Linked DNA regions of Sus scrofa: all the other regions are linked to region 1. A link is a contact called in public HiChIP or PLAC-seq data. All regions are on one chromosome and are shown on one strand. The core of a region is the stretch at or near the end of the contact, and the rest is flanking DNA. Distances in the headings are between cores, read along the strand shown. Region 1 has its middle 56 kb from the start of GTDC1. Region 2 overlaps GTDC1 (glycosyltransferase-like domain-containing protein 1). Region 3 overlaps GTDC1 (glycosyltransferase-like domain-containing protein 1). Region 4 overlaps GTDC1 (glycosyltransferase-like domain-containing protein 1). Region 5 holds the start of ZEB2 (zinc finger E-box-binding homeobox 2). Region 6 overlaps GTDC1 (glycosyltransferase-like domain-containing protein 1).

The links. HiChIP or PLAC-seq counts read pairs in DNA pulled down with a chosen protein or histone mark.
Region 2: a contact with region 1 is called in an H3K27ac HiChIP or PLAC-seq map of alveolar macrophages. The contact joins two enhancer-like sites. A contact is called at or near these places in 1 of 5 promoter capture datasets (liver), 1 of 47 Hi-C or Micro-C datasets (embryonic fibroblasts) and 1 of 2 datasets of contacts at active chromatin or transcription factors (alveolar macrophages).
Region 3: a contact with region 1 is called in an H3K27ac HiChIP or PLAC-seq map of alveolar macrophages. The contact joins two enhancer-like sites. A contact is called at or near these places in 1 of 5 promoter capture datasets (liver), 1 of 47 Hi-C or Micro-C datasets (embryonic fibroblasts) and 1 of 2 datasets of contacts at active chromatin or transcription factors (alveolar macrophages).
Region 4: an H3K27ac HiChIP or PLAC-seq map of alveolar macrophages shows a contact between it and region 1. The contact joins two enhancer-like sites. A contact is called at or near these places in 1 of 5 promoter capture datasets (fetal liver) and 1 of 2 datasets of contacts at active chromatin or transcription factors (alveolar macrophages).
Region 5: an H3K27ac HiChIP or PLAC-seq map of alveolar macrophages shows a contact between it and region 1. The contact joins the promoter of ZEB2 here to the enhancer-like site in region 1. A contact is called at or near these places in 2 of 5 promoter capture datasets (fetal liver and skeletal muscle), 18 of 47 Hi-C or Micro-C datasets (blood, embryonic fibroblasts, epiblast stem cells and 11 more) and 2 of 2 datasets of contacts at active chromatin or transcription factors (alveolar macrophages and skeletal muscle).
Region 6: an H3K27ac HiChIP or PLAC-seq map of alveolar macrophages shows a contact between it and region 1. The contact joins two enhancer-like sites. A contact is called at or near these places in 1 of 47 Hi-C or Micro-C datasets (embryonic fibroblasts) and 1 of 2 datasets of contacts at active chromatin or transcription factors (alveolar macrophages).

What each region holds. Positions count from the first base shown.
Region 1 is chr15:7,671,564-7,674,571 of Sscrofa11.1, forward strand. No RefSeq gene overlaps it. Among named protein-coding and RNA genes, the nearest start is that of GTDC1, 56 kb to the right of the region's middle. Within about 2 kb of position 1,433, at least 6 of the 83 cell types and tissues checked have an H3K27ac peak or open chromatin away from gene starts, as enhancers often do. A contact at or near this core is called in alveolar macrophages and retroperitoneal adipose tissue, where this site is marked.
Region 2 is chr15:7,908,754-7,911,761 of Sscrofa11.1, forward strand. All of the region lies in intron 7 of GTDC1 (glycosyltransferase-like domain-containing protein 1), which reads left to right. Among named protein-coding and RNA genes, the nearest start is that of GTDC1, 180 kb to the left of the region's middle. Within about 2 kb of position 1,443, at least 4 of the 83 cell types and tissues checked have an H3K27ac peak or open chromatin away from gene starts, as enhancers often do. A contact at or near this core is called in alveolar macrophages, where this site is marked.
Region 3 is chr15:7,876,029-7,879,036 of Sscrofa11.1, forward strand. The region is part of intron 7 of GTDC1 (glycosyltransferase-like domain-containing protein 1); the gene reads left to right. All of the region lies in intron 1 of LOC106508109 (a long non-coding RNA gene), which reads right to left. LOC110256946 (a long non-coding RNA gene) reads left to right here. Exons shown (of 2, transcript XR_002339029.1): 2 at 479-3,008. Among named protein-coding and RNA genes, the nearest start is that of GTDC1, 150 kb to the left of the region's middle. Within about 2 kb of position 1,568, at least 5 of the 83 cell types and tissues checked have an H3K27ac peak or open chromatin away from gene starts, as enhancers often do. A contact at or near this core is called in alveolar macrophages, where this site is marked.
Region 4 is chr15:7,854,179-7,857,186 of Sscrofa11.1, forward strand. All of the region lies in intron 6 of GTDC1 (glycosyltransferase-like domain-containing protein 1), which reads left to right. The region is part of intron 1 of LOC106508109 (a long non-coding RNA gene); the gene reads right to left. Among named protein-coding and RNA genes, the nearest start is that of GTDC1, 130 kb to the left of the region's middle. Within about 2 kb of position 1,498, at least 2 of the 83 cell types and tissues checked have an H3K27ac peak or open chromatin away from gene starts, as enhancers often do. A contact at or near this core is called in alveolar macrophages, where this site is marked.
Region 5 is chr15:7,497,340-7,500,347 of Sscrofa11.1, forward strand. ZEB2 (zinc finger E-box-binding homeobox 2) reads left to right here and starts at 1,540. Exons shown (of 10, transcript XM_021076506.1): 1 at 1,540-2,004. LOC110257199 reads right to left here. Exons shown (of 2, transcript XR_002339482.1): 2 at 1,891-1,984.
Region 6 is chr15:7,813,304-7,816,311 of Sscrofa11.1, forward strand. All of the region lies in intron 5 of GTDC1 (glycosyltransferase-like domain-containing protein 1), which reads left to right. Among named protein-coding and RNA genes, the nearest start is that of GTDC1, 86 kb to the left of the region's middle. Within about 2 kb of position 1,403, at least 5 of the 83 cell types and tissues checked have an H3K27ac peak or open chromatin away from gene starts, as enhancers often do. A contact at or near this core is called in alveolar macrophages, where this site is marked.

The DNA of each region.
Region 1 (3,008 bases), core at 183-2,682:
TATGGAGAGTCAGCATGAGAAACTACATAGCCAAGGGACCAGAATTGTAAAAGAGTAAGTCATGTTAGAAAATAAGTATTTTTTTATGGCTGGGCTGAAAGTTTATGCTAGGGGTGGGGGTTAGGAAGCAGAGAATAGACCATAGACATTTGCATTTGTCATGCTAACTATTTGAGATTTTAACTTGTGGCTATTACAGAGATACTGGAAAGGTAAAGATAGAGCAGGGCTTTGACGAATTGGCATCCTGGAAAGATTTCTCTGGAGAAGTGATGGGCATAGATCAGATTGTCTGGAAGTAATCACGTCAGGAGGGCCACTGCAACTGTCCAGAAGAGATCCTAAATTAAGACTGATAATGAAAATCTAGTGGAGAAAAAAAATTAGAAGGTAGATTCCCCTTGACATGTTAACCAACTGAAGTCAAATAAAGAGGGTGTGTATGTGGCATTGGGGAGAGTGAGAAAAAAGGATGAGGATGAGACCCTAAAGAAGGCTTACCTGTAGGGAACAGGGGAGTAGACAGGTAGAAGAAAAACCATTTGCAGAGGGAAAGGAAAAGCTATAGAACTAGGAAAGCATGGTATTGGGAAGTCAATATCATCTCCAACGACTTCTGTATGGAGTTTCAATAGAGTGGAATTATCCACCAACAAAAGTTCATTTTTTTCTTTAGACATATATGTATTTTTTTCACTCTGCAACTAGTAGGGCTTAATACTGATGAAACAAAACCGAGGGCTGCTGTTTTTCTCTGAGCCTCTTCCCAGGCCTCTGCTCCAGCAAGACCAAATTTATCCCCACTGTGGTGCTCTGGCAGGTCAGAAGACTGGAGAGAGAGGTAAGTGAAGGATACAACTAGATGTTTCATGTTGGTCCACTTAGCTCTCATGACAGTGGGACAAAATCCAGGCCCTCTCTGTGCTTGTTGGCAGATGAACAAACTAGAGGGAAGGCCTCTCTGAGGAGGTCTGGGGACTCTAGCAGGGAATAACTGGAATAGGTGGGAGTAAGCTTGCTTGAAGCTCTTGTACGCGGTTACAAAGTGGGACTGTGACGCTCATGAGGTGAAACTCTTGGTCTAAGCTCTCAGATCTAATGTGAGAGTTTCAGCTTTATCATTTTCTTTGTCTCTCTAGGCCTTTGCCTTAGCAAATGATTCTTATTAAAAACTGAGTATCTAAATTCTCACTTGGAAATTGAAATGATAAGTAAACAACTTCCTATTATCTTCAGCCTGCTTCACTTGAATTTGCCTACCAAGCATTCATTCTCTCTTCTGGTATCAACACCTGACTTTTCTTTGGGAAACCACCTCTGCCTCATTGCATATCGGTTGGTGAGACTGCTAGTTTTAAGAAATCCTGCTGTGCCCTAGCCGAGGAGTAAGCACATGGCGTAAGCACTAAGACTCTGAGCAAATCAGAGTGAGACAGAGGTGGAAAACATGTGGAGCTGACTCATCACAATGGCAGTGCTTTCATGAGACTGTTCACAAGGTTCTGCTCCAAGGAACTTTCTTCTCTAGAGTATCTGATTCTTATTCTTTTCTTTTTCAGGCTAAGATTTAAACCTTTCCTCCCAGTCATTTACTTTATAATTGGCTTTATTTGGACAAATTTGGTTTTCTGTATTTTTTAATTGGCTTTATTTGGACAAATTTGGTTTTCTGTATTTGCAAACAAAGGATTGCAGGAAAAACATTCTAGAAATTACCTAGTAGATTACTCAATGTAGTTATAGCTAGATTATGGGTTCATTTTATTTTTTGTTAATAAATTACAGGCTTTTTTTTTTTTTTCTTTTTAGGGCTTTTTAGGGCATATGAAAGTTCCCAGGCTAGGGGTTGAATCAGAGCTACAGCTGCCAGCCTACACCACAGCCACACCAATATGGATCCCAGCTGCATCTGCGACCTGCACTACAGCTCACAAATATGCAAGATCCTTAACCCACTGAATGAGGCTAGGGATTGAACCCACATCCTCAAGGATACTAGTCGGGCTCATTACCGCTGAGCCACCTCCTAAATTACAGTATTTTTACATGCTACAAAACTTTGGAATTTGAGCAAAACACTAATCTAATTTTCTTGTATCATGCCAACTGCAATGCAGAATTCAGAAATAGTGTAAGATTCTAAATAACACACCATGCCCAGAGAGAGGCATAGGCAGGGGCCCAGGGTATGCTAAAAATAACCTAATCCAAGTATAGGATTTCTTTTGCTAATTGAGGAGATGCCTATAAAGGATAAAAGAGTAAAGTAAAGATAAAAAGCAAATAAGAAAATGCTAATAGCTAACATATAGTTGACTTAAGGGATGTGAGAATAGATATTTTAAACAAACTTAGGTGTGATGATTGTGTTATAATTATGTAAGAAAATATTCTTTTTATTTTTTGAGATACACTGTTTTATTTAAAAGTGAAATAACATGACATCAGGAATTTCTTTAAAAGTCTTTCAGCAATAGAAACAATATCATGGAGTTCCCGTCGTGGCTCAGCTGTAACAGACCCCACTAGGATCCATGAGGAGCAGGTTCAATCCCTGGGCTTGCTCGGTGGGTTAAGGATCTAGCAATGCCGTGAGCTGTGGTGTAGGTTGCAGACGTGGTGCGGATCCGAGTTACTGTGGCTGTGGTGTAAGCCTGCAGCTGTAGCTCTGACTGACCCCTAGCCTGGGAACTTCCATATGCCATGGGTGTGGCCCTAAAAACAAAAAGAAAAAAAAAAGGGAAAAAAAAAGAAACAATATCAGAGAAATCATAATAACTGAAAGAAAAAGGGTAGCAAACATGTTGATGACTCATAGGGGTCCCGTATAGTAGTGACATTCTCTACTTTTGTGTATGGGAATTCGCCAAATAAAAAAGTTTAAAATATTGAGGGATTAAGAGGTGCAAACTTCTAGCTATAAAATAACCAAATCATGAGGATGTAATGTACAGCATAGGGAATTTGGTCAATAATATTATAATAACTCTGTATGGTAACAGATGGTA
Region 2 (3,008 bases), core at 193-2,692, 240 kb after region 1:
GAAAAGTACTCTAAGAGATGCATTTGGAAACTGTGTGTCCTTTTCTGGCTGAGGACTTCCAGTTCATGTTTCTAAACCACATTCTTTGTTGGGTATATGGGGACAGGTATTGCCATTCTTGTAATTTAGTTTGTAAACCCAAGCCTTAGGCAATATTCTGCACTTGTTTCTATCTAGTGCCTCCTTTGTAAGGCAACCACTGGCCCCTTTAGAGAGGGCAAGTTAGGACTCCTGGTTTCTGTGATAATCCATGCTTCGAAAATCTGTAAAAACGAAAGGTAAATTTAGCTATCTCCAGTCTAAGGAATATGAGTGTTTTCGTAGCGTGTGTGTGTGATATAATCCTTTTTTTTCCTTTAATCTTCTGGCTGCACCCATGGCATGTGGAAATTCCAGGGACAGGGATGGAACCCTCACTATAGCAGTGGCCTGAGGCACAGCAGTGACAGTGCTGAATCCTTAACCTGCGGCACCACCTGGGAACTCCTTAATTCCTTTTAACTAATGACAACCCTTCAGGGATGAAGAATACCACATAAGATTCAGATGAAAATGTTTTGCAGCTGAAGGCTGGGTGGTAAAAATCTACAGAGCTTGTGAATGGGAGCCAGAAAACATGGGCTTGGTTCCCAACTCTGCCACTTCCTGTGCAGTGTCCTGGGCATGTCAGTTTATCTGAGCCTCAGTTTCTTTCTTCATCAATAATATGAGATGGGCTTATATAAAATCACTTCTAGGCATATGGTATATAGATCTATAATCATACTTTCTTGTACGTCTTTCTTGTACATCTGTTTCCTAGCACCTTGTAACTAAGAACATTGTAGAGGCAGAGGAAGGGCACAAGTGGAATTACACATCTTCCCATTTGTACTTGACAAAGCAGTACACCCCACCCAAGTATTTTATTTTGTAATAAAATTCTTTAGGGCAAATATTTACTGATTTATTCAATGGCAGTGTTAGTATTGTTTTTGATTTACCATCTTTCTTTACATGACATCAGATTTTGGTAGTCAAATGTTGCACTTGGGCCAGATTACCTAGCTGTTTATGTTCCTTTAGCATTCTTAAAATGCACCCACATCAATACTGAGCTCTCTTATATGTCTGCTCTTTTTTTTTTCCTTTTTCTTTCTCTCTTTTTCTTTCAGTAAGTCTCCTTCCGTAAAGAAATATGATAGTAGCCAAAGAGGCTTTTTGTTGTGTTTTAAAAATCTGCCTTCGAAGAACCCTTAAAGTACATTAACCTGATACCCATACACGAATAGTGACAGGCTTTCTCTGCACCCCTGAGTCCCCAGTCAGGACTAAAGTTCCACAGCAGCCCAGGCTGCTTTCAGACAGATTGTTTGGTGAGGGTATGGATCTGTGTGACAAGCTCAGACTCCAGTAAGGAGCTTTCTTTTCCCTCTTCTCAGCTATGCTCTCCACAGCTCTGCTCTCCCTTCCTTTCCCCTTTCCTACTCACCCCACTTCCCTTTCTCTTCCTCCTCTGCCTTCTTGCCCTCTCCTTCCTGTTTTAGTATGTGGGGAAGGAGGGGGAGGCCTGCGTGCTTCCTTGCTATGTAGGAACGCCCCATGCTCTTCTGTCCTCTCCCCCTGAAGATTTCCTCCAGTGCTACTTACTATCTGATGTCCCCAGCGTTCTGATGTCCCAACCACTGCTTCTGTAGTAAAGCAAGATGCTGCCTTTTTCAGAACTTCTTTGGACTTTTTGGATATTCTTCAAGTCAAATAACTTTTCCTCTTTCACAAAAATCCATAGATAGGCAATTACAACAGCACTGTGTATTGGGAAAAGTTTTGCTTCCTTGCTTATATTTTTAGATTTTGCTCTTTGGTAGTTGAAATAGTAAAGTTTAAAAATGGATTTTTAAAAAAAATTTTTAATTGTTATTTCCCCAATACAATTTTTTTTCTACTGTACAGCGTGGTGACCCAATTACACATACATGTATACATTCTTTTTTCTCCCATTCTCATGCTCCATCATAAGTGACTAGACATAGTTCTCAGTGCTACACAGCAGGATCTCAGGGTTAATAGATGCAAACTATTGCGTTTGGAATAAAAAAAATGTTTTTTACAACTAAAACGATGGTTTGTAATGGGAACCAGAGGTATGGTTACAAATACGTAGTGATGTATTCATCTCGGTTTTATCTTTCTTGCCTTACCTTGAGTCTTAGGACTTCTTGTTGTAGAAAACTCACAGCTTTCCTTCTAGTGCCCTTCTGTGGGAGGGAAGAAGTGAGAAGAAATGAAACTTCCCCCTGCTGCTTTTAAAAAGCCTGACTTATATCAGAGAAGGGGGCTAACCAAGTGTTCAACATAAATGGCAAGGGTAATCAGTTGAACGTTATGCGGTAAAGATACTTTTTCCTTTAAAGTGGCATATTTTGTAACTTCAGTAACTTGATGGTGCAAAATTTGCTAATGACAGGCAACCCCCTGATAAATATGAGGCTGTAAAATTAGAAGAAATTTGTTTACATGTGGGACAAAAATATTTTTTAGTGGTAACTTAAAATGATTTTTGAAAAAGAGGTGCTACCGCTTGGTGTTTGATCCAGTGTGACAATTTTCCTTCAAGATCCTTATGAAAGTTTCAGTGCCAGAATTTCACACATATATATTCAGAGATAAATGTTTTTAAGATGATAAGCTTCCTTTAACAGAATCACAGCATCACTTAACTCAAATTAAGTACTGGTAATGTGCAAAAAGTAGTTTTTCAGTCTGTGTTCACCCACAGATCTGAAATATATATATATTCATATATATTTTCATATTCTTTTTTTCCAAATGGGTAGATCTCTTTAGTTCAATGAGCTAAATTTCAATCCATTGGAGGCTTTGATGGTTCTATTCTGAAACCTGGTTCTATTCTGAAACATGATAACTATATATATATAAATATATATATAATTACACAACAATATAATATATATAATTATGATATGATGGTTATAATTTTTATATATAATGATATATATATAATTATG
Region 3 (3,008 bases), core at 318-2,817, 200 kb after region 1:
CAGTGAAATTTCAATGTCTTCATGATAATGAATTTGTATAATTCCCTAGTTGTACTGATGAGAATTAAGAAAATGTTAAAAAATGTATTTATCCTTGATCTCTTTCTCCATAAGTGCTGGCATTCCTCCATTTCCCATTGACTTAACGTTCAATTTTTCTCTTCACTGTTTTTCTTGGGTGACATTGGGAATTTTTACCATCTGATGAAGGCAGATGTATTTTCAAATAAAAATGTCTTAAGCATTTGTTCTTCCTACTACTTCTTTCTTTGGCAGAATATTCATATAGTTGATAAATAGTTTGCTTTCTTTAAATACCTTTTCATATAATCTTTGTAGCATGTTTCATGGGTATTTTAACCTACTTTTATGGTTTTTCATGAAATAAGGTATTTTCTAAATATGTTATGCTGAATTTAACTGAAATAAGCAGTTGTACTGTATGCCTTTAGAATGATGATGATATCTTGCATTTTAGGGTAACACTTCCATCCTGAAAGATTCCAAAGCACACTGCGAATGGTTACAAATTATACAGTGAAGCACAGTCACCATTGCAGAGTGAAGCATGGCAGCTGTTTAACAGCTCATCACAATGCTACACAGCAAGTTAGGGAAGGAAGTGAAGAATAATACTGGATTCACTTGAAAAAATTGCTAGGGGGGTGAGGTAAGCAGAATGTAATTACCTAAGTTGGAATTTATCCAGGACGTAAGGCTAACACCTCCAGTCTTAGAAGAGGAAGCTCTAATTCTCCAATAACCATGTACTTGCTTTCAACGTAAGTGAATTGCAAAGGTACTTCTATTCTCTTCATACCATCAAGGTATAATCTGACTTTTCCAACTGAGACTTTAAAAGGGAAAAAAAAATCCTTCTTCAGAACCCACATGGTCATACTGACTCAGGGATGAGACAGATAGGTTTCTATTTGTGTTCTATCTTTGCTTTGTAGTGACTGTTTGGAAATTGTTGAGGACTCTAAGGCCATATTCAAGATTAAAAAAAGAACTTCAGGATCGATTAGTGATCTCTGCTGTAAACATAAGAGAAGTAGTCCTTAACTTGTGTCATATTTTTGTCACCCTAGCACTACTTACTACTTAGCTGCTATTTTCTTGGGATGAATTACTCTTAGTTCTTTTCAGACTTTCTGCTTATTTTTAATTACTGCTGCAGGCATATTTAAGATTTCCTGAAAAAAAAATTTAGGGGAACGGGACATTGACCATTTGTTAGTAATTATGATTGGTGGGGCTAGTGATAAAAAGATATAACTTTAGGTCAAAAATTTCAAAGCAAAAAATATCCAGCAGAGGAAGCAGTTTGGTGTCAGGCTGGGTTTTCATCTAGGAAAGTAATCAAATCAACATCTTGAGGGAGCAAACAGGAATTAAGGTCAGGAACACAAGATAGCAGGAACATGTTATCAAATCAAGGTAAGAATTAGATCAGAGTTAGGTTCTTTTGAGGAATGTTAGAAACTGAAGGTAACAGGACCAAGCAAACCATGGGCCCTGGGCCTGAGGGCAGCACCAGGGATAGCTCCCAGTGCTGGTGGCTTCTCCTTGGCTCTTTGGTTCTTTCTCTTTCAGTTCTGCCCCTCAGTCTAGTGCATCCTGCTTTGGCTTAGTAATACAATCAGTCTGTAAAATGAAGATGAACCCTTTCATCCTATTAATGTTCATATTAGTGATAAGCAGGTACTGTATAATTCCTTCATTCTTTTACACACCTTATTTAATCTACTTAACCTTATGTTGGTATTATAACTCCCATTTAGGTATGAGAAGATGAAGTTAAGTAATTCACCCAATTTCACATTTCAAATCAAGCTTGGAACCCTGAGTCAAATGTTGATCTGTCTGGTTCCCAAGCTTGTGCTCATATGACTGTACCATAAAGTTACACAAGAATGAATCATTTGTGTGGCACTTGCTTCTATAAAGCAGGGTTACTCTAGGATATTCTGGGGTTTTAGAGCACAGCTGAGAAGGAAATTTGAAATACTTTTAGTATCAGGCTAGAGTATGGATAATTTGTTTGTTCTTCTGTGCTCCAGAAGAATTACTGGTAGAGTTGTTAGAAATTATAGATTTTTGGTGGTCTTCCTGTTGGGATTATGGAAGTATTCAAGCAAAAGAACCGTGTGTCAGCTTGTTTAGACAGATTTTGCATTTCTGTGAATTTTGTGAAAGTGACTTTTAAGTTATATTAAATTCTGTGATGTTTTGATTTAGGTCCTATATCTCTGACATATTCTTTATTTCCCTCAATACATGATGGTATGAGTTGCTGTAAAAGATCTTCATCAACTCTGATTCAAATAATTTGGAAAATTAAGCTTGCTTTTCCACATGCCCCTGCATCTAATATAAAAATTCAGGATCTAAAAATTATATATCATCTTTCAATCTCTATAATCTAAATATGGATATAGATTGTATTTCACCCTCTGGGTGTTGGCTTCCTTTTCATTCTTAGGAATGTCCAGGAAGGAACTCTAAATCTTTTCTGGTCAGTTGTCCAACATGATAAAACAGGCTTGGTTTAAGTAATCCTTTAAAATTCTAAATAGAATAACAACCTTTTCATTTGATGAAAGGCCATATTGGAAAAAAAGACACCTTTTTTTTAAAAGTTATCTACATTTTATAATAATTTAAATACTTTCTAATGGGAATAAAAATCCAGTTTTACATCTGAGTTCTTGTAAGTCCAGTTTATGCCTGAGACAAATTAAAACATTCAGGTTATAATATTCCTAAATATGCCTTATAATGGGATAAATGACAGATCTTTAATCATAGTAATGCTATTATATCTCTTATACTCTGTAAGTTGTTATCTATTACTGTACCTTTGTGATAGAAAAAATAATATTCTATCTTTATGGTAGAAAAAATAGTCTACTTACATGGCTTTAAAATCTTTATAGATATGTAATTTTAAGAATTTTTAAAAGTAACTGAAAAGTAATCTCATGATTTACATGGTGTATAAAAGC
Region 4 (3,008 bases), core at 248-2,747, 180 kb after region 1:
ATCCTTTTTATAAAATACATGTACAGTAACAATCTAATTATATGTTAAACTAATTATCTGTGTTCTACAACATTCAAAATAGAATCAACCATCAAAATAGAATCTTCACCCCTTGATTCCATAATCTATTGTTTAAAGCATACTTTTAGAACAAGGCAGTTAATCAATGCTTATTTACCAGCTACTTTCAGGGTATCTAGGTAAAATCAAAACATAAATTTACAGAGAAGTAAGTAAAAATTAAAGCATAGTGGAGCAAGGAGTTTTTATCCTTTTTTTTTTTTTTTAACTTATTATTTGTAAGAGGAAACTAGGGAAAATGAATCTTTAGGTGGTGATTTTTTTTTTTCCCCTCATTGAATCTTCTGAAATTGCACAGCCTTAAAATACCATGACATTTCAAAGGTGATGGTCCTTCTCTGTTGTTACTTCAACCAAGTATATCTCCTGAAGTATAGTTAATGAAAGAAGTTAATAACAACTCTGAAACAACTTTGCAAGTGGAGTCAATTTGGTAGTGATAGCCTTCAGTTTACTTACCTTTTTTAATAGCTATTAAATCAATTGGGGTTGATGATGTGTTTAAACAGAGTCCCACCTCTTTTGCAAGTATATTCCAAGTATATTCCATAGTTTCATTGACATAGAGAAACAGCTAGATGGTAATACTTCTGTGTTTTGAGCATTTTGTAAATGTTTTCCTGCAATCATTTTTACAAGCTGCTTCAATTGTGAAGTAGCAGTGCTATCAAAATAGAGTGGAACTGTTTCACTTCAAATGTCTCATAAAAAAGCAACCGTTTTAAAATTTCATAATAAAATTAAAATATTTTATATTGAAACAGAGAGGGGGAAGTATGTTTTAAAAACAAAAATAAAATCATTTTGTGCTTTATCAATATGGAAAACATTTGTAATATTCTTTTGGTTTCTTGAATTAGCATCATTCTTTTCCTCAGATAGTGTGTTTATTACCCCTGAGAAATAACTGGAGAAAAAAAATTAAGTCTATTTTTCCCTTTATGGGTGGCTTTAAAGTTAATGGAAGTTACACCCACTCATACTGGAGAGGAAATGTATGAAAAAGAATATTTCTGACAACTCTCTTGGATCTTTAATTTGGCAAAAACTGGGTTTTTAAGGATATGAGTAGTTGGGTTGCATGCCCTTTGAGGGCAGATAGCTAAATAATTTTTAGCTCACTGCTCCTCATCTCTCTGTTTCATAAAAGATTGTTTTTGCTCAAAGAGAATGAAACTATAAAAGCTATACTGATTTTTCAGCATTGCTCTTCTCAAGAGGGTAAACTGATAGACTAAGAGAGAAAGATATATAAAGAAGTAGATTTGCTCATTGGTGGGACTCTTAATGAGAAAAAAAATGGTTTGAAGTCGTTCAGAGGAAAAATAAGAGTGTCGGGAAGCAGTCCAGTTCGGATTCTCTTTGAAAAGTATGACTCCTGCTTCCTCAAATGTTTCTTTAGTTTTCTTGCTGACTTCTGCTTTTGTTGGCACTGTCAGATTTCTTTCTTGACCACGTGGCAGTTAAGGACTTCAGAGATGACTGACATAAGTGCTCACCTTAAATAGAGGTTTCACTAACCCTCTGACTTATGAACACGTGTCAGAACTATATATTATGTCCTGTGAGTCGCTATTACAATATGTGACATATGGTGAAAACAGACTAGCTGTAAAACATCCTTCAACTTTTGGTACATTATTATATTGGCTTCCTTATTGCTTGGTATTGTCAGCACTTCTATGACATTCTCTTGTATTATCCATGTTGTAATCACCCCTAATCCCAAATTTGCACTAGGCTGCAACTAAAAAAAAAAAAAAAAAAATGGAAAAAAATTTTGCAGGGGTGGGGGCAGATAAGGGTGGCAGGTCAACATTCTTTTGATTTTTCATTCCTCTATGTATTGATAATAGGAACTTTGGCTATCTCAGTAAATGTGAATTAAACGAAACAGGATTATTTAGCTCTGTGTTCTGTAAGCTCTGCTTATTCATTTGTGTTTTGCAATCTTACTGTCTTAAGTATCTTTTTTTTCAGTTTTCTGATGTCCTTTTCAGGGTGAAATAGAACTAACTTCTTTTTCTATTGGATCTTGTATACCTTCTTATCAAAGAATTTATATGCATTTTATTGAGATCCAGTGACACTGAGACCCTGAATCATCGCTTAAAGCAAAGAGGGTTATTTTAAAAAATAAAACAGTGATTTATTAAACTGGTTTTTTGACTCATAAAGGGAACATAGGACTTGCTCTAGGTTTATCCAGATCACCCATGGTTATCATTTGTGTTCACTGGTTTCCAAGAAAATGTTTATAAGCAGGCCTGGAAACTACTGACATATTTATGATATGTAAACTTTGCTTTTACATTTCCTTTTACATATGTATTTTAGATTATTTTTATTTTTAAAAAGTATTAAGGAGAGGATCATAGCCTTTGCATTGAAAGCAATAGCCAGTATTATATTTATTTTAATTCCGAAGGTACATGGTGTTTTTTTATTTTTTTGTTTTTCTTTTTGCTTTTTAGGGCTATTCACAGGTTAGGGGTTGAATCGGAGGTACAGCTGCCAGCCTACACCACAGCCACAGCTGCCAGCCTACACCACAGCCACAGCAATGCCAGATCCGAGCTGTGTCTGTGATTTACACCGCAGCTCATGGCAATGCTGGATCCTTAACCCACGGAGCGGGACCAGGAATCAAACCCTCATGCTCATGGATACTAGGCGGATTTGTTTCTACTGCACCACGATAGGAACTCCCAATTCTGAAGGTCCATGATGTTTTGATCCTTTATAATACATTACTTTATGTAATTGTTAGGACCCAGTGATATGGATTTCTGGATCCATTTTTACCAATTTCTTCTATCTACCTCACGGATTACTAATATAATAGTAAAACAAATCATTTGTAGAGTTCCCATATAATCCTTCCTGTGTAGTCCCAGAACTTTATAAAACCTAACAGATTCTTGAAG
Region 5 (3,008 bases), core at 290-2,789, 170 kb before region 1:
ACTCTTGTGGTGGCTTTTCCCTCCTCTGAGTGCAATTGCCAGTGAGTCTTGCATTCAAAGTCTTGCTTTAGGCACACATTTCAAAGCACAGTTCAAAGCAGTTTATCTTAATATAAGTAAAAGTCTAGTGTTGGATCAGGGTGTTATTTGTTTCAGATTTCATCAGACTGAAAACAGGGGGCTGTAACATATTAACAATATTAAAGCAGAAAATTTTGGCATGAGGCTGCTCTTCAGTCCTCTTGACACCTCCACCTTTACCTTTGCAAGAAAGCCCAAAGGCAGTGGGACTGAAAGTTTATTTGTGCTCTGAGGTTCTCAAGCACTTTCACTCTTAAAACAACAACAACAACAACAACAACAAAAAAACCTCACAGTTCTTTAAGAAACTGAGCCTGAACCACTGGAGGCTAAGAGATTTCTTCCTTTTCCTATAAATGCCTGTGCTCAGCATCCTCAAATTTGGCTGTCTTTATTTACTTCTATATTAGTTCCAATTATGTGCAGTGTAAACCAGCTTTTTGATTAACAAAACAGCAGAGCATTGGTTAAGAACACTTAAACTTCAAAAAAAATTCCCCTGGGAAGTGGGCTCTGAATTGGTTAATAATGTGCAGTACTTGCTAAATTGCTGACTTCCAGATGTGGAAAATATCTTTCTTGTTTAGGACCTATGTAACCTGATTGGATTACGACAGAAGCGTCACGTTGGAAGCTTTTGAGTGATTATTTAATTAACCATACAGTAGAAAGCTGTATTCTCCAGGAAATCCCTTCCATATTTACATAACCAATCCCTTCAGAGCAAAGGTGGAGTCTTTTCTTTTTAATTTTACTTTAATTGCAATATCAAAAAATGTATACTCCAAAACTTAGACCCCATGCCGTTTAATATCATGCTCATCCTTCCCTGCTAAGTTCCTCTATGGCCTTTCTCCTATTCCTCCTGCCTCCCTACACACACACACACACACACACACACACACACACACTCCCTCACTTTGTAGTGAGGTCTCCGTGAGATGTAGAGAGACTCAGAGATCGAGGCAACTCAGCCCGCTATGTTAATTCACTTAGAGACCCTTTTTAAAAATGCCAAACCACTTTTTAGTATTGGGATCCAATCCAGAAATTCATCACACACACACACCCCCAACACACACCCTAAAATGCAGTTCACATGCAACATTTTTTTTTTCTGGCTCTGGCATCTAAAAAGACAAAAAAATAAGAGAAAGGGCAAAAAATTTAGTTCCAGAAGCTGTGCTGAGAAATCCACACAACTTAATGTGCATCTCAAATCTGGTCATTAGAGATATCTGTATAAGAAGAAGCGATCTGGATTGAAGAACCGGGATCTTTCCCTTTAACTTTCGCCCCTTAAGAGTTCTCCAGTTCTGTGAATGGTGTGCACCGTTTTCCGCCCTGTACTCTGTAGGATTTAGTGATGAGGAGATGAGGATAATGATGCCAAAGGCTTTACGGGGGGGGGGGGGGCGTGGAGAAGGGAGGGAGGGAGGCGAGAGGGAGGGAGAGAGGAAGGGAGGGAGGTGGAATTTCATTTCTTCCACTAAAGCGTTTGCGGAGACTTCAAGGTATAATCTATCCCAGATCCTTTCCCAGAGAGAAACTTGGCGATCACGTTTTCACATGATGCTCACGCTCAGGGCGCTTCAATTATCCCTCCCCACAAAGATAGGTGGCGCGTGTTTCAGGGTCTCTCTCTCTCCTACAGAAAAGAAAAAGAAAAAAATGTCATTAGAAGAGGCGTAACACGTCAGTCCGTCCCCAGGTTTGTGTTTCCTGGAGTGGCCGAAAGAGATCAGTTCTAACCTGCTCCGCAGGAATAACGGTCCTGCCTCCCGACACTCTTGGCGAGGTTTTGTACAGTTTGCTCCGGGAGCTGTTTCTTCGCTTCCACCTTTTTCTTCCCCACACTTCGCGGCTTCTTCATGCTTTTTCTTCTCACCATTTCTGGCCAAAACTACAAACAAGACTTCGCAGGTAGGTTTTTTTCCCCCTTTTCTCTCTTTTTATTCCTTTTTGGCATGGTCATCCCCCACCCTCCTTTCATGATTTTCTCCTTTTAAGTGAGGATGGGAGTCTGAAGTGCGAAGGAGTGTCTGTGGGTAGGAATTTCAGGTGGGTTTAGCTCCTTTACGGCAAGCTTTTCCCAAGAGTGACTTCTTGGATTTCTCTCTCACTCCCTCTCTCTCTCCTTCCTTTTCTCTTTTTTCCTCCTCCAAATAATTTGCCCTGTACCTGTCCATTCAGGTAACCAAAGGTGCCTTTTGCTACCCAGCCTAGGAAAAGTTTTATTGAGAACTATGTGGTTGGAATAAAAACTCTTCAGGGGGAGAGGTTCTGCTCTATTGTCATGTCTAATTCCAATTCATTGTATTCAGCAATTAAAACTTGGCAAATACCTGTTAATAATTACAAAACTTGATGGATACAAACCTACCAAATTCGGGAGCAAGTCTTTCTCTTAGATATGGCAGTCCAACCTTTTCTACCGAAGAAGGCTGTTTTCTAAGCAGAAAGTTGCTTGTTTTTGTCTGCTTAGCGAGTTTCATTTCTTTATTTCATTCTTTGTGTGTGTGTGTATGTGAAGTAACACCTCACTTCTGTGATGATAAATAAAGAAGTGAAAGTCCTCATGGAACTTGAGTCGTTTACCAAAGTAGTGGGGGGGGGGGTCACTACAGTTGGGAAGAAAACTGTCAGGATATTAGAGTTTTAAATTAGGGATAACTTTTGAAATTGTATTTCAAATGGCAAAGTAATATAGACATGGATTTCACAGGAGACACATACATACAAATATTCCATGCCATACTTTGGCACTGAAAAGTCAAGAGAGATAGCAGGAGTTCCCAGGAACAGTGGTGAGCCCCGCTAACATGAATGTGTTTATCTCCCACTTACTTATATATTTTACATGCTCCCCCTATAATGATGAAGGCAAGATTACTAACTCCAGAGTTAGAAATAACAGGCAAAGATAA
Region 6 (3,008 bases), core at 153-2,652, 140 kb after region 1:
ATGCAATGGAGTTCTTTTGTGGTGAAGTGGGTTAAGGATCTGGTGTTGTCGCTTCAGTGACTTGGATTGCTGCTGTGGCGTGGGTTTGACCCCTGGCCCAGGAACTTCCTCATGCCACAGTTGCAGATAATAATGATAATTGTTATTATTATTATTATTATTATAAAGCAGTGATATTGTGAACATGAAATTAAACCAAATGAGATAAGGTATGTAAGGAGCCTGACATAATGTCTGGTACAATGTTATGCCTCATACATTGTACAGCATTTCTTTATGTGTATTTAACACTGTACAATTTTCTCTCATCCTACATTACCTCATCTTTCAATTGAAACTCAGTAGCGATCAAGAAAGGTGGTGATAACATCTTTCTTAAACATGAGAAGGTTGAGTTTCAGAGAGTGATTAGTTCAGTATCATATGGCTATTTATGCTTAGGTTTTCTGATTCCTAGACCAGAAGCATTAGCCTTTTACCCACTTTATTTAAACTTCTAACTTCCTCATACACTTCTTTAAGTTTCTAGCTATAGGTTTAAGGGGTTAAGGGAGCCAGTGCTTTAATGGAATTCTTGATGCTTTTAAGTCTGTGTGCAAATGAAATAGCCTACTTAAAGGCTTTGGAAAATAATTTCAAATGCTAAACAAACACATGAAATTTAAATTTTAAAAAATTATTTTGTTATCACATTTATTTTCTTAATAATCACATTTTCTTTATTTTGTGGTAAATCAGAAACATCTAGAAAACCATCAGTTCCAAAAAAGAAAAGAAAAACTTCCTATAGTCATTTTTCTGTTCTAGTTACTGTATTAGCCTTGTTCAAATATTCTCTTAATGGCAAATTCTGTATTGCTCCTAAGGCTTTTGTTGAAGAATTCCTGAGAATTATAGCTCCCTATTTTTTGTTGGAGGAACTAATTTTATTAACATGTGGCAATTAAACTGACACTAGGAATTATGAGCAAATAATGTAGGGCACTGCAACATTGCAAGATTATCTTTTTTTTTTTTTTTAAGTTCACTGAAAGAAAACATTTCCAATAACTGTTAACAACTGTAGAAAATCTTGTGAAAAATTGATGGAAAGTACTCCACTCTTCTGCCATACCTGGGATTTAAAAAAGAAAGTTTGGACCACATATATACAGGATACCCCCCTCTACCTCTGTAAACTTCCTTCAATGTAAAGAGCTCAGGCAGGTGTTATTAATAAAAAATAATAATAAAAAACCCTTCTATTTTAAATAAGGATGCTAGTCTGCCAGCTTTGAAGCTCACACATACTCTCTAACTTATCCCAGCTTTTGCTCATCTGGTCTGTAAATGGCTCCTTTCATGTGGTCAGCCCACGAGTCGTGCGTAGTGCCGCTCAATCACGCCACTGTACGTCGCCATCATGAGGGTGGTTTGCATGATTTGCATTTCCTGTACTGTTTGAGCTTCAATGAGCTCCAAGCGCCACGTATGAAGAAACCACTGCCAAATAATGCAATGATTTTAGTCGAACCAGATGAGCTTGTGCTGGAGTCAGACTACCAAGTGGAGTTGGGAGGGGAAGGGGTGTTGTCAAGATTTCCTGTTAAAAAGGATTGCTCAAGATGTCCATACATGCAAGATGTGAATTTCTTAGCAAATCTGGCCATGGAATATAAGAAGGTTACTTTTAGGAAGATACGGCCGAAGTGCTGTGGTAAATAACCATATATATGTTAGTCTTAGAAAATTCAGTGTTTTATATTTTAGTGAACATCATGATGCCAATGTAATTATTTATTGTGACAATAATACATTTTGATGACATTAATTTCTAACCATACAGAGTTAAATTTAGCCAAAATTAAATTGATTATATTGATTACTTGTCCCCTTGTCCTGTGAAAGAAAGCTTATATTTTATTAAAAAGATGATCGATAAATGCTGTCGGACAACTATGACAGAAATGGCATAGTAGTGGGCCAATGAATAGCTACTAAAGTGGGGAAGGGAGGAAAAAAAAAAAAAAAAAAAAAAAAAACCTTGTACCAGATACTAGTCTTCATGAAAAACATAGACAGATGGGGAGACAGACCTATATGATGCCACAAATAGATGAATATCTTGTAAGGATTTCAAGCAAATGTTGAATGATCCAGTGAAATTTTAAAAGTTGGTTTAAAAGTATATCTTCTGCTTAAAATAGTGTTTATTCTGCTCACCTGAAACCCAACCTGTAAATTGTGCATGAAATGTTTTATCAATATTCGGCAAAAATAATATAGACTGAAACTATATAATGACAGAGGTATTAAAAAGCATCTCAGTAATATCATCACTTTAATTTTCTTAGACGTCTTGTACTCAGATATGCTATCATAATACCTGCAAGAAAAACCAGCAGTAATTCTGTTAACCATTAATTAATAATAGTCTCAAAAGTTTCCATTCTTGAATAGAGACAATTGAAGGATACTCTCTTTTCCTATATAATGTATATGTCATAAAAATGTACCTAATAACTAGCTGTGGATGCTACTCTATAGTTTAGTACCAGTTCACTTGATTATATCATACCAGTTAATCAGTGTCTATCATGTGTCCCCAACAGCAGTTTTAAAATATTCTAAAGGGGAGCTTCGAAGCTATAGGTACTTAATTGAGGAAATTACTGTGCTATTATTTATATTAAGAAAAGGTAGGAACCTTATCTGGATGAAAAAATAATGTATTATTATATGTATCATAAAATGGTTTTGCAGGTTGCATCTATCTTGCAGTCATCTATGCCTGAAGACATTCTTGTGTGATGAGGATTGGAGTGTTAAAGGCTCCTCTTTACTTTTTAATTCCTTTTTATACTTTACTTGCTAATTTCCACTTTTAACACTAATCTTACATTGGTATATGACTTAATCCTTATCTAATGTTCAGTTTGGCACTTTCAGATTGTTAGTAGATTATCTGCCATGAAAAATCTTAAACCAGGGAGCACTTTTTTCAGAGAGCCTGAATTTGAAGGAGGGAA